Regions from separate parts of the Mus musculus genome. Here region 2 is linked to region 1. Evidence: chromatin contacts called from public HiChIP or PLAC-seq data. All regions are on one chromosome and are shown on one strand. Each heading gives the region's core, a stretch centred on a gene start, on an enhancer-like site or on the middle of the called end of the contact. The rest is flanking DNA. Distances are from core to core; before and after follow the strand shown.

The links. HiChIP or PLAC-seq counts read pairs in DNA pulled down with a chosen protein or histone mark.
Region 2: a contact with region 1 is called in an H3K4me3 HiChIP or PLAC-seq map of bone marrow-derived macrophages, with 2.1 times the contacts expected there. The contact joins the enhancer-like site here to the promoter of Ift46 in region 1. A contact is called at or near these places in 1 of 39 promoter capture datasets (embryonic stem cells), 1 of 15 datasets of contacts at CTCF or cohesin (the NIH/3T3 cell line), 12 of 484 Hi-C or Micro-C datasets (CD8 T cells, bone marrow-derived macrophages, embryonic stem cells and 8 more), 9 of 115 datasets of contacts at active chromatin or transcription factors (CD8 T cells, the HPC-7 cell line, the NIH/3T3 cell line and 5 more) and 4 of 9 other capture datasets (adipose tissue, embryonic stem cells, liver and 1 more).

What each region holds. Positions count from the first base shown.
Region 1 is chr9:44,771,583-44,774,377 of GRCm38.p6, forward strand. Ift46 (intraflagellar transport 46) reads left to right here and starts at 1,427. Exons shown (of 12, transcript NM_023831.3): 1 at 1,427-1,591; 2 at 2,106-2,202.
Region 2 is chr9:44,835,215-44,838,009 of GRCm38.p6, forward strand. Kmt2a (lysine (K)-specific methyltransferase 2A) reads right to left here. Exons shown (of 36, transcript NM_001357549.2): 11 at 1,337-1,483; 12 at 930-1,025; 13 at 588-708. Among named protein-coding and RNA genes, the nearest start is that of Gm39326, 18 kb to the right of the region's middle. Within about 2 kb of position 1,422, at least 2 of the 459 cell types and tissues checked have an H3K27ac peak or open chromatin away from gene starts, as enhancers often do. A contact at or near this core is called in bone marrow-derived macrophages, where this site is marked.

The DNA of each region.
Region 1 (2,795 bases), core at 177-2,676:
AATCCCTCTCATAGAGGGTTGTGAGCGACGATGTGGGTGCTGGGAATTGAACTCAGGACCTCTGCAAGAATAGACAGTGTGCTTTTCTTTTTTTTTTCTTTTTTTCTTTTATTATTTTGGGGGGTGGTGTGGCCTCCAGATAGGGTTTCTTTGTGTATAACCATGACTTTCCTGGAACTCGCTTTGTAGATGAGACTGGCCTAGAATTCAGAGATCCGTCTGCCTTTCCCTCCTCAGTGCTGGGATTAAAGGCATGTGCCACTGAAAGACCCACAACATGAGGACTCCCCCACGTTCTGACTCAGGAGAGGCGACACCCCAAAATCACCAACGAGAAAACGGTCTTGTTGCAAATTGCAAGAGGATTTTTATTCAAGAGTGCTCTCGGGCCCACGGTCATACACCACGCAGGGGTAGAGGACTGTGGCGCCCCGAGTAGCTGAGTAAGGGGGTATTTAAAGGAGAAAAACCACAACTCAAGGAGGTGGGAAGGGCGTTGTTGGAAAATACCAAAAATACCAGGTAAGAGTCACAAGGAAGTACAAAGTCACAGGTGTCACAAGGAATACCTGGTAATTGTTAACTCTCAAGACAGTTTCTAAGAGCCCCTAACAATAGCACATTTGCATTGCAGCTTCCGGTAATGGTCAGGGTGACTTTCTTTGAATGAATACTCCTTGAACTCAGGAAGTGGGTGGGTGGAGGAATGTCACTATCTGTTTTATGATTAGCATACCTTGGAGCACTGAGTTTACTACTCTTTCACCACCACGCCCAGCTGTGTTATTTTTTATTTTATTTTATTATTATTATTTTTTATCAATTTTGAAACTGGACCTCAATAGCCCAGGCTGGCCTCAAATTTACCAAGTTACTTACTGAGTCTGATCTTGAACTTCTAATCCTTCTACCTCCACCTCCAAAGCGCTAGGATAGCAGTTATGCACCAGCTTGCCTGACTCATAGTTTTCTTTAGCAAGTAAAAACACAGGACACAGATAAATCCTAATCTCAGATGAAGGAAGAGAAAGTATGCTCCTGTGACATAGGGTATCGCGAGGAAAAGGGCTATCGCGCCACAGAGATGCTATAAAAGGGCTTTTAAACATGCTTGGACTTTTCCTTGAAGAGTGTCTAAACTGTGGATTAGGCCTATCTAGGAGAGACTGTAGGCCAAATGAGCCTTGTCTTTGAGATGACAGTTTCTAGTTGGAGAAAAGAAATCCACTAGCCTGGCCTTCCACCTTTGGCCACTAGATGTCACAACCGACTCAGTTGCGGAAACCATAGATAAGCGGGCTGCTAGACCGCCTAGTGCCCGGGGCCGCTCTATCCCAGCGCCGCGTCTCTGCTTCCGCCACCACCGGCCGCAGCAGAGGGGCGGGGTGGCGGCGCAGTGGCGGGGCACGTCTCGCGATCGTTCCTTCAGACTCTCGCTTTGTTTTGATTTATTTATCTTTTTCCCTAACGACTGACAACAGGCGGCTTGTTGCACTTAGGGATCCTTGAAGTGGCTGGGCCTGAGAGTGAGACCCCAGTCCTCGGCTGGGGTTCTTTCCAAATAGAAGAAACGGATCCAGAGGGGCTACAGGTAATTGGTGCTCCCGCCAGCGTTCTTTGCTCTCTGCGCCCCACCAACTGCCCTGGATCCTTGACTCTCCGAGAACCCGGTGGGATCCTATCTTCAAAACGGGCGGAAGTAGAGGTGATGCTCTGAGGATTAGTGGATGGGGCCGAGGCTGGAATTTGCCTTCTCTCAGGACCATCCTGTCCCATCCCCATACCCTCCACCTCTGGCAGAAGCCTCAACAGCTGTGCGAAAACTGACCAAACCTGAGACGGACGGCCGGCCGCAGTCTGGCTGTGCATGCTGTGCTTCCCTGCCTGCATCTTATGTAGAGCTTTTGGGTTGCTGCTGGGAAGGGTTGGATACCGTTTTCCACTGCACTTCTCTTGGCACCCAGCCAATGCTAGCTAAATAATGCTCTTGGGTCAGGAAACTTTCCTTTGGGGGAAAGCTTGGATCGGGGTGAATGCATCTCTGCACCGAGGCTGGATGTATATCCCATGATAGGAGCTATGTAATCGTATTTCCTTTTGCTTAGACCAAAATTGTTGAGAACCAGACATACGATGAGCGTCTAGAGATTAACGACTCGGAAGAGGTTGCCAGTATTAGCACTCCAACCCCAGGACAGCAAGGTAAGAGAAGATGAGAGACAAAAAAAAGGGAGGTGATTTTCAAACAAGTGGCGCAGATAGGATTCAGGTTGTATTCAGCAAGCTCTTAGCAAGTGTTGACCTCCTGCTTTAACTTGGCGCTGATTTTGCTTTCTCACTAGTTGAGGGAGAAACCAGTCCATCAGATTTTGGGATCTTTGAGTGCAAACTTATCCCCTGTCATTTTTAACTCGCTGTTACTGCTAGTAGATTCTGGCACAGGTTCGCTGTGTTTTGGGTTTTTTTAATTTTTTAATTTAATTTAATTTAAATTTAATTTAATTTAATTTTTAAATTACTATTTTAGAAATGTTTATGTGTATGTATGTTATTTGCTTGCATGTTTTTCTGTGAACCACCTGCCTGCCTGGTGCCCTCAGAGACCAGAAGAGGATGTTGTCAGATCTCCTTGAACTGGAGTTACACATGGTAATGAGCTGCTCTAGTGTGGGTGCTGGGAACTGAACCCTGGGTCCTCTGGAAGATCAGCCAGTGCTCTCAATCGTTGAGCCATCTCTCCAGCCTGGCTCACTGTGCTTTTGTTTCTAACAATTCATTAAGATGCTTCATCACTT
Region 2 (2,795 bases), core at 172-2,671, 64 kb after region 1:
ATTCTGAGACAGGATTACTAAGTTCCCAGGGCTGGCCTTCTACTCTTGCCTCTGCACCCTGCCTGCTGGGATTACGGACCTGTGTTAAGGTCAGATTCCTGGTGTAATTACTGAGATAAAATGTTTACATACCACCTGACCTCATTTCTGAAATCAAGTGTGTATTTACCACATTTTGGGTCTACTGTTTTATTGGAGTAGTTTCTAAGTAGCAGTAACAATATCCCCATAATTCTCCCTATATTAATTAGAAAAATGGTTCAAGTTGCCGTCTATGTAAATAAAAAAGCAAGAAGCACTAGGAGGTGGCTGCACTTTCCACCTCTGTACTTGGGAGGCTGACGCATGCGAATCTCAGTGACTTAAAGGTCAATTTGGTCTACAGAGCGAGTTCAAGGACAACCAGGGCCACATAGAGACCCCATCTTAAAACAAAACAAAACAAAAACGAACAAAACAAACAAGAAATAAAAAGGCAGGAGTATTACATGTGCCTAGCCCGTCTGAGACACAGTGAGGAGGGTCCCACGTCCTTCCACAAAGTCCCCACAAATACTAAGCAGGACCAGTCACTCAGCACTAGGTACCTTTAGCAAAGAGTTTGGCACAGTCATGGCACAGTGAGAAATCGTGAGACCACTGTGCGTCCCACCCTTTGCCTGGAGTGGTGGAGCCACAGCTCTTGCAGCGGACACACTTGGTGCAGATCTGGAAATGAATGAAAGGCACTCAGTAGGGATCTCTTGGGCTAGCGTCGTCTGTTATTTCAAAGCCTGGGGATGCAGCTGTTCCTGATCTGACTTCGTTACTGAGATCACTCTGAAGCAGCCGTCATGCTGGCAGACTAAAGGAGGGGCATCCTGCTACAAGCCACCAGCCTCACCCAGCCACCACGATGCTTGTGGAAGGAGCACGGTGTGTGTACCCACCCACACTTTCTTTTTCTTCGTGGGTTTGGTGGGGTAGTTTGGTCCCAGGCACTCGGGGTGATAGCTGTTTCGGCACTTGTTACACTCCAGCAACTGCTGTGGGGAGACAACAGCCAGAGCACAGGTTACACCGCCCTCCCCGCCAAGACACGCCAGGAAACACAGAGGTTCACACCCCAAAGCCACTCAGTGATAAGGGAATTTATCACACAGATTTTACTTAATTTTGGATTTTCTTTCCTAAAGTTATTTTCTATTTTCCAAAAATTGAAAGAAAAAAAAATCAAGAAATTATCTTCAGTCAGAAAAACTGTCAGTAGACAGTATATATTGACACAAATTCCCAGTACAGGGGGCTGGGAGGGGGAGGGAACAAGGAAGCCCCTTGCTGCCAGGACTCGGTCTACCTTTGTAGCCTGATGCTGTCTTCCACACACATGGCAAAACTTGCAGCGGCGACAACACCAGTTTTCCAGCTGGTCCTCCAGGGGGCGCTCATTCTCCTCTAAGCAAAACTTGTGGAAGGGTTCACAACACACTTGGCAATACACAAACTGTAGCAGGAAGAGAACAAAGCATGTAGCCAGGGTGCACAGAGAAATAATAACCATCGTCCATACATCCTGTGGGTCCTAGGCATCCACTGTGTTAACCCGATGCAGCAAAACGTGAGTCTTGCATCTTACAGGACACACATGAAGAAAACTGTACAATGGCCTCCCTCATTCAATGTACACATATTCTGTCTCATAGCTGACACTATCAGAAGTATAGCCTGGCTAGGGTGGTGCACACCTTTGATCCCAGCAGTAGAGAGAGGCAGGTGGCACTCTGTGAATCTGAGGCCAGCCTGGTCTACAAAGTGAGTTCCTGTCTCAAAAAAACTATTGTCTAAGATTACTTTTGAGATATGTATAACAATACATGAAGTAAAATAAATTTTATTTTTTATGCCTCTCTCAAATATCTCTTTAGGTATAGGTATAGGCAAATATCCTAAAACTTGAAAAGAAAGAACAAAAAGGAGATACCTAAAACATTTATGGTCTCAAGTATTTAAATAAGAGATACTTGACCTACACTTAATTCGACATAAGGAATTATGCAGATATTTAAGAGCAACACAGAGTTCAGGCAACCAAAACAGGAATAGCAGAATCATAAAATGACCAAAAAAAAATCTAAGATTTAACAGGGCATGGTGTAACACACGTCTGATTCCAGCACTTGGGAGGCTAAGGAGTGAGGTGAGAGTTTGAGGTGAGAGACTAGCCTGGGCTACACAGAAGGCTCTCTGCCTCAAAAGGGGAAACGGAATGTGCTAAATGCAGAAAGAGACCCCAAGAGAGGTGTAGACAAAACTGCACACAGAGGAGGTGGGTGCGAGAATGAGCTACATTTCCCAGCTGTAATTTAAAAGTACATCTTATATTGGCAGAGGATTTTTAAAAATACAACCACCAGTACTGTTCTTCCCAAGGACCTCCAAGTTTAATGGCTAACACCCTAGGGTGGCTCCAATTCCTGAGAATCCTAGGCCTGTGGACCCGAGGGTGCTGCGCTCATGTACGCACACTCCCAGATAGGGACACCTACACGTGATTAAACATAATAAAAGTAATGTTTTAAAAATGTAACAACCCTCAATTTTCTTCTGACCAAACAAAGAAACACCCTGTTTTTATTACAAAGACAAGTGGTCAGACTTAAAGAGGCCTACAGGTAAGTACAAGTGTGTATCAGTGTTGGCTTGATGACGATACAGAGGTTACACAAGTGTGTCCTATCATAGAGGCAGAATGGCTTCCGTTTGCAACTTGCTCAGTCTTGAGAAAACAGAATATATAACATATGTATATACATTTC